2 separate regions of the Rattus norvegicus genome follow, and region 2 is linked to region 1. Evidence: chromatin contacts called from public Hi-C data. All regions are on one chromosome and are shown on one strand. The core of a region is the stretch at or near the end of the contact, and the rest is flanking DNA. Distances in the headings are between cores, read along the strand shown.

Region 1 (3,105 bases), core at 90-2,589:
TAACAAGCTGACACACTAGAAGCCAGTGGAATCTCCAGGAGGGGGCAGCAGACAGGATGGGAGATGGCACCAAGACCCTCGATCCCAGCTTGAGCTCAGAGAGAGGCTAGAGACATCACGTGCAAAGTCTTGGGAAGTGGAGTGTCCAGACCGTCAGTGTGCCAAAGAAGTGGTGGTGGACAGACTGTGGGACCCCAGCAGTCACACACCGGCACATCGGCTGCGTGCCCAGAGAAAGCTGCACCCAAATCCCTGCTCCCACAGAGCAGGTGGGGGGCTGGAGGGTGGGTGAGCAGGGCAGTCCACAATGGTGGGTGGGTGGGGCGAGGCAGCAGGGAGCACCCTGAGAGGAGTGGGGTACCCTGTGATCTGGAACTGACTGCCCAGGTTTGAACCAGCTCTGCTGCCCACTGGATATCGGTGACGTGTCATTTCTTAGGGTCTTGGTATCTCTCCATCTATAAAGTGGGAGAAGTGACAGCATCCACTGCATAGAGCTGAGAGGGTGAAATGGCTAAGGACCCTTAGAAGTAGATTTGTATGCAACAAAGGCCCAGTCAACGTTGTCAAGTCTCATCTGCTGGCTCTGGGCTACCCAGCAACAGCACCTAGGTTTCGTTTGAGCATCCATTTTCCCTGCCTTTGGTCCAGAATGTTTGTTTAGGTGCAGCTACAGAGGTCTAAGGTTAGACCATGAGATCAAGACCTGAACCAAGCAGGGTTGTTCAATCCCCCTGCCTCAGTGACTCACTAATCAGAGTGTAGGTGCATTGGCCTGACTGGTCAGGAAGAGGAACACATTCTACAAAAACAGAGTCCTGTCACTATCTTGCCACCTGTGGAGTGGAAAAGGAAGCCAACACAGGAAGAGGCCAGTTCTGAGAAGTGGCACAAGCCAGTGACATTAGGAGGCTTGTTCTAGCTAAGCTTGGAGGAAGAAGGCTGGCTTCTTGGTTCCCTCATTTAGGCTCAATAGATTCCATTTCCTCCTTCAGCTGTGAGTTTCTCTGCCCTCCCCGCCACACACACACATGCGCACGTGCGATCTCGTACACACACACTGTATCTGTCTTCAGATACACCAGACAATGGTGAGCCACTATGTGGTTGCTGGGATTTGAACTCAGGACCTCTGGAAAAGCAGTCAGTGCTCTTAACCGCTGAGCTATCTCTCTGCCACCCACATTCTGCTCTCTTTTAATCAAGGTCAGTTTCCCCACCGACCCTTCTGGGACATGAGTCAAACTCCCTTGTTTTTGTCAGACTCAGGAAGAATGGCTGTTCTCTGCTCTGTTTGTAGGCATGGCCAGCAAGGCTGGCTGCTGAGCCTGCATGTGTCCTGCTTCTGGCGGACTCGGGGCGGGGCCAAGAGAGGGCTCCAAAGCTGGGTGTCCAGTGACTGAGGGAGCTGCTTGTTCCCTTCAGTGGCTTCGAATTCTTGCCCTTCATCCCCTTGATGTGTGTGATGTAGCCGGGTTGGTCTGAGGGCATAGGACACGAGCCTCGCCTCTCCATGGAGTGACTAAAGGTCACACTATGGATGAACACACCAGGCTCCTTGGCCCTCCTCAAACACACATAGTGTGGTGGCCCACAGGCCATCACCTCAGTGTCCCTGCCCTGCTGGGCAGTGAGAGCTGCCTGTCTGTTGGAACATAAGCTTGTCTTATGCCCATTCCAGAGGTTCCTCAGAGCCCAAGGAACTCTGGGTAACCTGAAGGTCCCCAGTTATCTCTAAATTCTTGTATGATTCAGTAGGGCGAAAGCCATGATACCAGGATCTGGAGGCCGAGAAGGGTTGGCAGGTGCGAGTTAAGGGTAAAGTCTCACATAGCCCAGGCTGGCCTTGAACTCACCAAGGGTAACCTTGAACTTCCTGTTCCCATTGCCTGAGCAATAGGATTGCAGGCAGGCACCACCACTCGGTGTTTATGCAGTGCTGGGCTCTATACATGCCGGGCAGGGCCAACCAGGCTAGACGTTGTTTCTGGTTTTCAGATGGAGAAGGATCTTGCTGTCTGGTACTGTCTGGTCTGGAATTTCCTGCGTCCACCCAGCGGTGACCTGCCTGCCTCTGCCGTAGGCACGCTGGGGTAGGGTACCAGGCTGTCTTGCCAATCTTTCCTGACAGTGAACCTCCCCAGTCAGGTCTGGGAAAGACAGAAATAGCTTTTGTATCTGAAGTTCGGGAAAACATTAATTTCTCTCCATTGCTTTTGTTTCCAACACCCCCGCCTTGTTTGTAAGAGTCAAGGTGCTCAGCAAACCTCACACAGCGTGGGATGTGACCTGGAGAGGCAGCCCTAGGAAGGCTTGCCTTGCAAGAGGCTTCAGTGTTATCTGGTTGTTTTAGGGAAAAGACACTCCTGTTTGCGGTGTCCTTTGCCTACGGTTGGGGACATGGGCGCAGATGAAGGACCTGGGGCTGGAGATGGCTCAGTGGTTCAGAGCACATGATACTCTTCCAGAAGGCGTGAGTTCGGTTCCCAGCACCTACACTGGGCCGCTCACGAGGGATCCTATGCCTTATGCCTGTGTAGGCACTGCCTTCACACACACAAGCCCCACACCCATACGAGTAACTAAAAAATTAAATGTTCAAAGAGGAGGAAGGGGTTGGCAAGATGGCTCAGTGGTTAGGAGCACTGGCTGTTCTTCCAGGGGACCTGGGTTCAACTCCCAGCAACCACATGGCAGCCTCACCCAGACATGCAGGCAAAACATCAATGCACATAAAAAAATAAATAAATAAAACTTTAAGAAAAAAAAAGTGGGAGGAAGGACCTAGATTTGGGAGACGGGACACAGGGAAAAGCCTGTCCGTTCTAAACCCACAGACACTGAGGCCCCTCTGTGACTTGGTTAGAGAGCTGTGAGGGCCTCTTCCAGGCCACCAGATCTTTCTTGAGCACCTACTATGTATGTGTGTATCCACTTGCTAGCCACCAAGTGTAGGATCTGAGTACCTACTGTGTGCGCGTGCTAGCCACTGTGCGTGGGTGCTGCATGCAGGAAATATGAGGCAGGGCTGGCTCCGGATCAGTGGAGAATGAACTAATGAAGAATTTCAGACTCTTCTGAGAGCTCTGAAAGAATGTGTGTGTG
Region 2 (2,953 bases), core at 376-2,875, 290 kb after region 1:
CGTGAGCTCATGAGCAAACGTCTGAGCCTCTCTAAACGCAAACAAGCCTCAAGAAACCGCACGTCTGTTGCCCTCATCGTAAACAGCCTCCTGTGTTGTGTGTCTGTCTGTCCTCTTTCCATCTGCTCCCCCTCCCCCTGCCCCCCCCCCCGCCGCAGCAGGAGTGACAGATATTTCTGCTCTGTCCTCATTTGCATGGGCGACATCAAGTTCCCACGTTGTCATACCATTTCTCTGTGCTAACAGATCCTCCAGGAAGTCGCTAACTAGAGCGCGCTCATCCCAGAAGCCTTCTGGACCATCACATTTTTTGAATAAATATCTTTTTATTTGTTGCCCCTGCTGAGAAGCCTATAAGCATCTGTGCTGCACCAAGAAGGTTTCATTATTTTCCTAAGATTGATGCCAGTCAGCCCTGAGATCACCTTGAAGTGCCTGCATTTGCAAGAAGCCCCGAAGCCTCGCACACTCAGACTCTTAGACTCATTAGAATTGAGATTTGCATCTGCAGTCGGGTGAAGGTGATAGGATGAGACACACGGGAGCCTTGTTCAGTCCTGAAGGAATGTATTAGAGAACACTCGAGGGAGTGGTCTTACGTGCACACGTGTGTGTCTGTGCGTGTGGAGGCCAGAGGTCGACATCTGGTCTCTTCCCCAGTTGTTTTCACCGTATTTATGAAACAAGGCCTCCACTTGACGTGGAGCTTGCCAATTACCTAGGCTGGCTGGCCAGTGCATTCCCGGGATCCTCTTGTCTCTGCCCAAACCACCCCCCACCACTATATTGTAGCCATGGCTACCACATACGGCTTTTGAGTGGGTGCTGTGGAGCTGAGCTTAGTCCCTTGTTGCTATAAAGCAAACACTTTATATGTGAGCCACATCCTTCGCCCTCCTATTGATAAAGGCACTAGGAGGTCACAAAGCACCTCGCAGCACACATCTTCTGCCATCCTTGACCCATATCGACAGCTTATGGGTGAGCGGATGGTCCATTGCTCAAACTGGGCCACGTTGGAGACAGCCAGGGGTGCAGAGCACTTGCCTAGCATGTGGCAAGACCTGGATTCCATCCTCGGCAACACACGAAAAAAGGTAAGCCTAGTGATTAGAGAGGCAAACAGACCCACACTGAACATACCTAGTCCAGATGAGAGCATGCACTCGCCCTGCAGTCTGAGGACCAAACAGACAGAGTTTGCTTGCTCCAACATGTGCAGGGAGCCGGGGGCCTTAGTACGAAATGCAAACACCAAGACATACGGTGGCAGCACGAGTTGCTAAGAGACCCCCAGGTGGAGCTACCTGCTCAGTGGCTTCTTTGAACAGAGACCTCATTTCCAATCGCCCTCACTCGGTAAAAGTACGGTGATGTCAAAAACGATGGGCGGAGGCATGAACTTGACCTCCTTGCTTCCCACAGCGATTGAAGTCTCTCAGCGCTGTTTGTGTTCCTGGCTGCTGTTTCTGTCTCTCTCCTATTAGGCTCGGTTTTCCAGCTCAGCTCAGCGGCCATCTTTCTGAACACAAAGCCATAAGCTGGCTGGCCGTCATCTCTGTGAAGCACAATGAGATCGTTGTCTTAATGGTTCGGCTCTTGCTTCTCCAAGGCTGCCTGGGTGGTGTTCTGAATCCAATCAAAAGGTCAGCAGCAGACAGCACCAGAGGCTAAGAGTGGTCGCTGTGTCCTATGTATCCTGATCGGAAAAACCACAAGGTCTTCCCCAGCCCCGACCTCCACAGACTCCAAGTACTGTTTGACCCTAACATGATTCAACTTGAAAGAGATGGTTGTTACAAACCACCCATCTCAGCTTTTGCTTGGCAATTCATTCAGGCAGCTTAGCGCTCGCAGTTGGTAGAGTGCTTGCCGAGCATGTACAAACACTGTTCATGTCCCAGCACTGTATAAACAGGGTGCAGGGACACTCACTTGTAGTTCCTGTAGTCGAGAAGTAGAGACAGGAGGATGAGAGGAATTTGAGGTCATCCTCTGTTACACTGGGAGTTTGCAAACAGCCTGAGCTACACCCCACCGGCTGGAAACAAAACCAAACCAAACCACAGAGACAATGCTATGAAATGTTACATTTGGCGCTGGAGAGAGGGCTCAGCAGTCAAGAGCGCTCACCGCTCTTGCAGAGGACTAAAGTTCAGTTCCCAGCGTCCACATCAGGAGGCTCACAACACACTGTAACTCCAGCTCCAGGGGTCCAAGGGTCCTTTCAGTTATCTGTGGGCACCCAAATTCAGGTGTGCAAGCACACACATTAAAAACAGATACAACTTTATTAGAGAGAATAGGCTACTCCGACCCCAGGACTCTGCTGCCCCCTGTAGGTCACTCTGATAGTTTTCCAGTGTATCCCCCGCCCTACTTTGTTCTGCGAATACATACACAACAGGGAGCGTCGCTTTGCGACTGGCTGTACATGGCACTACATGCAGCAAAAACGCAATGAGCGGCTTCACATCTTGATGTCACGTGGCACTTCGCCTATGCGCAAAAAATAATGAAACCGCCCCCCCCCCCCATCTGCGCTTTCCCCGTTTCAGGCTCCCACAGGACGCTCGTATCCCACTGTCTTTGTTTAGTTTGAGTTTTATTTTTAATCAGCCTCCCACAGAGGGATGTTCATATTGTCTCTGTCTATGGTTCCCACCAACAAAGCTGTGATGTATGATCTTGGTCGTCAGTATCTAGACGTGGGAACCCACAGGAGGAGGACACAGGAGCCAGAGTGCTGGCACGGAGACCAAGAGCGCTTGTACTTCACAGGGATGGCCCCTGTTGGTGTAGCACAATTTGGCTTCCGGCGGCAATTGTCTGGAACGTACATTTCCTCGTGGTCCTAACAACGCAGGATAACCGCCCAAGTTTTGAATTTTCCCCCTTAGCGTAAGTGAAAGTTTTATCTATCAATGAATGTTACTGGGCGTGGGGGACGGCT

What was found. Hi-C and Micro-C count contacts between places; a contact is called where the count stands out from the background.
Region 2: a Hi-C map of Schwann cells shows a contact between it and region 1, with 4 times the contacts expected there. The contact joins two enhancer-like sites. A contact is called at or near these places in 8 of 12 Hi-C or Micro-C datasets (Schwann cells, frontal cortex, hepatocytes and 4 more) and 1 of 1 datasets of contacts at active chromatin or transcription factors (oligodendrocytes).

The regions. Positions count from the first base shown.
Region 1 is chr3:175,308,267-175,311,371 of GRCr8, forward strand. All of the region lies in intron 1 of Sulf2 (sulfatase 2), which reads right to left. Among named protein-coding and RNA genes, the nearest start is that of Sulf2, 14 kb to the right of the region's middle. Within about 2 kb of position 1,340, at least 20 of the 93 cell types and tissues checked have an H3K27ac peak or open chromatin away from gene starts, as enhancers often do. A contact at or near this core is called in Schwann cells, where this site is marked.
Region 2 is chr3:175,600,421-175,603,373 of GRCr8, forward strand. No RefSeq gene overlaps it. Among named protein-coding and RNA genes, the nearest start is that of Rnu6-760, 260 kb to the right of the region's middle. Within about 2 kb of position 1,626, at least 8 of the 93 cell types and tissues checked have an H3K27ac peak or open chromatin away from gene starts, as enhancers often do. A contact at or near this core is called in Schwann cells, where this site is marked.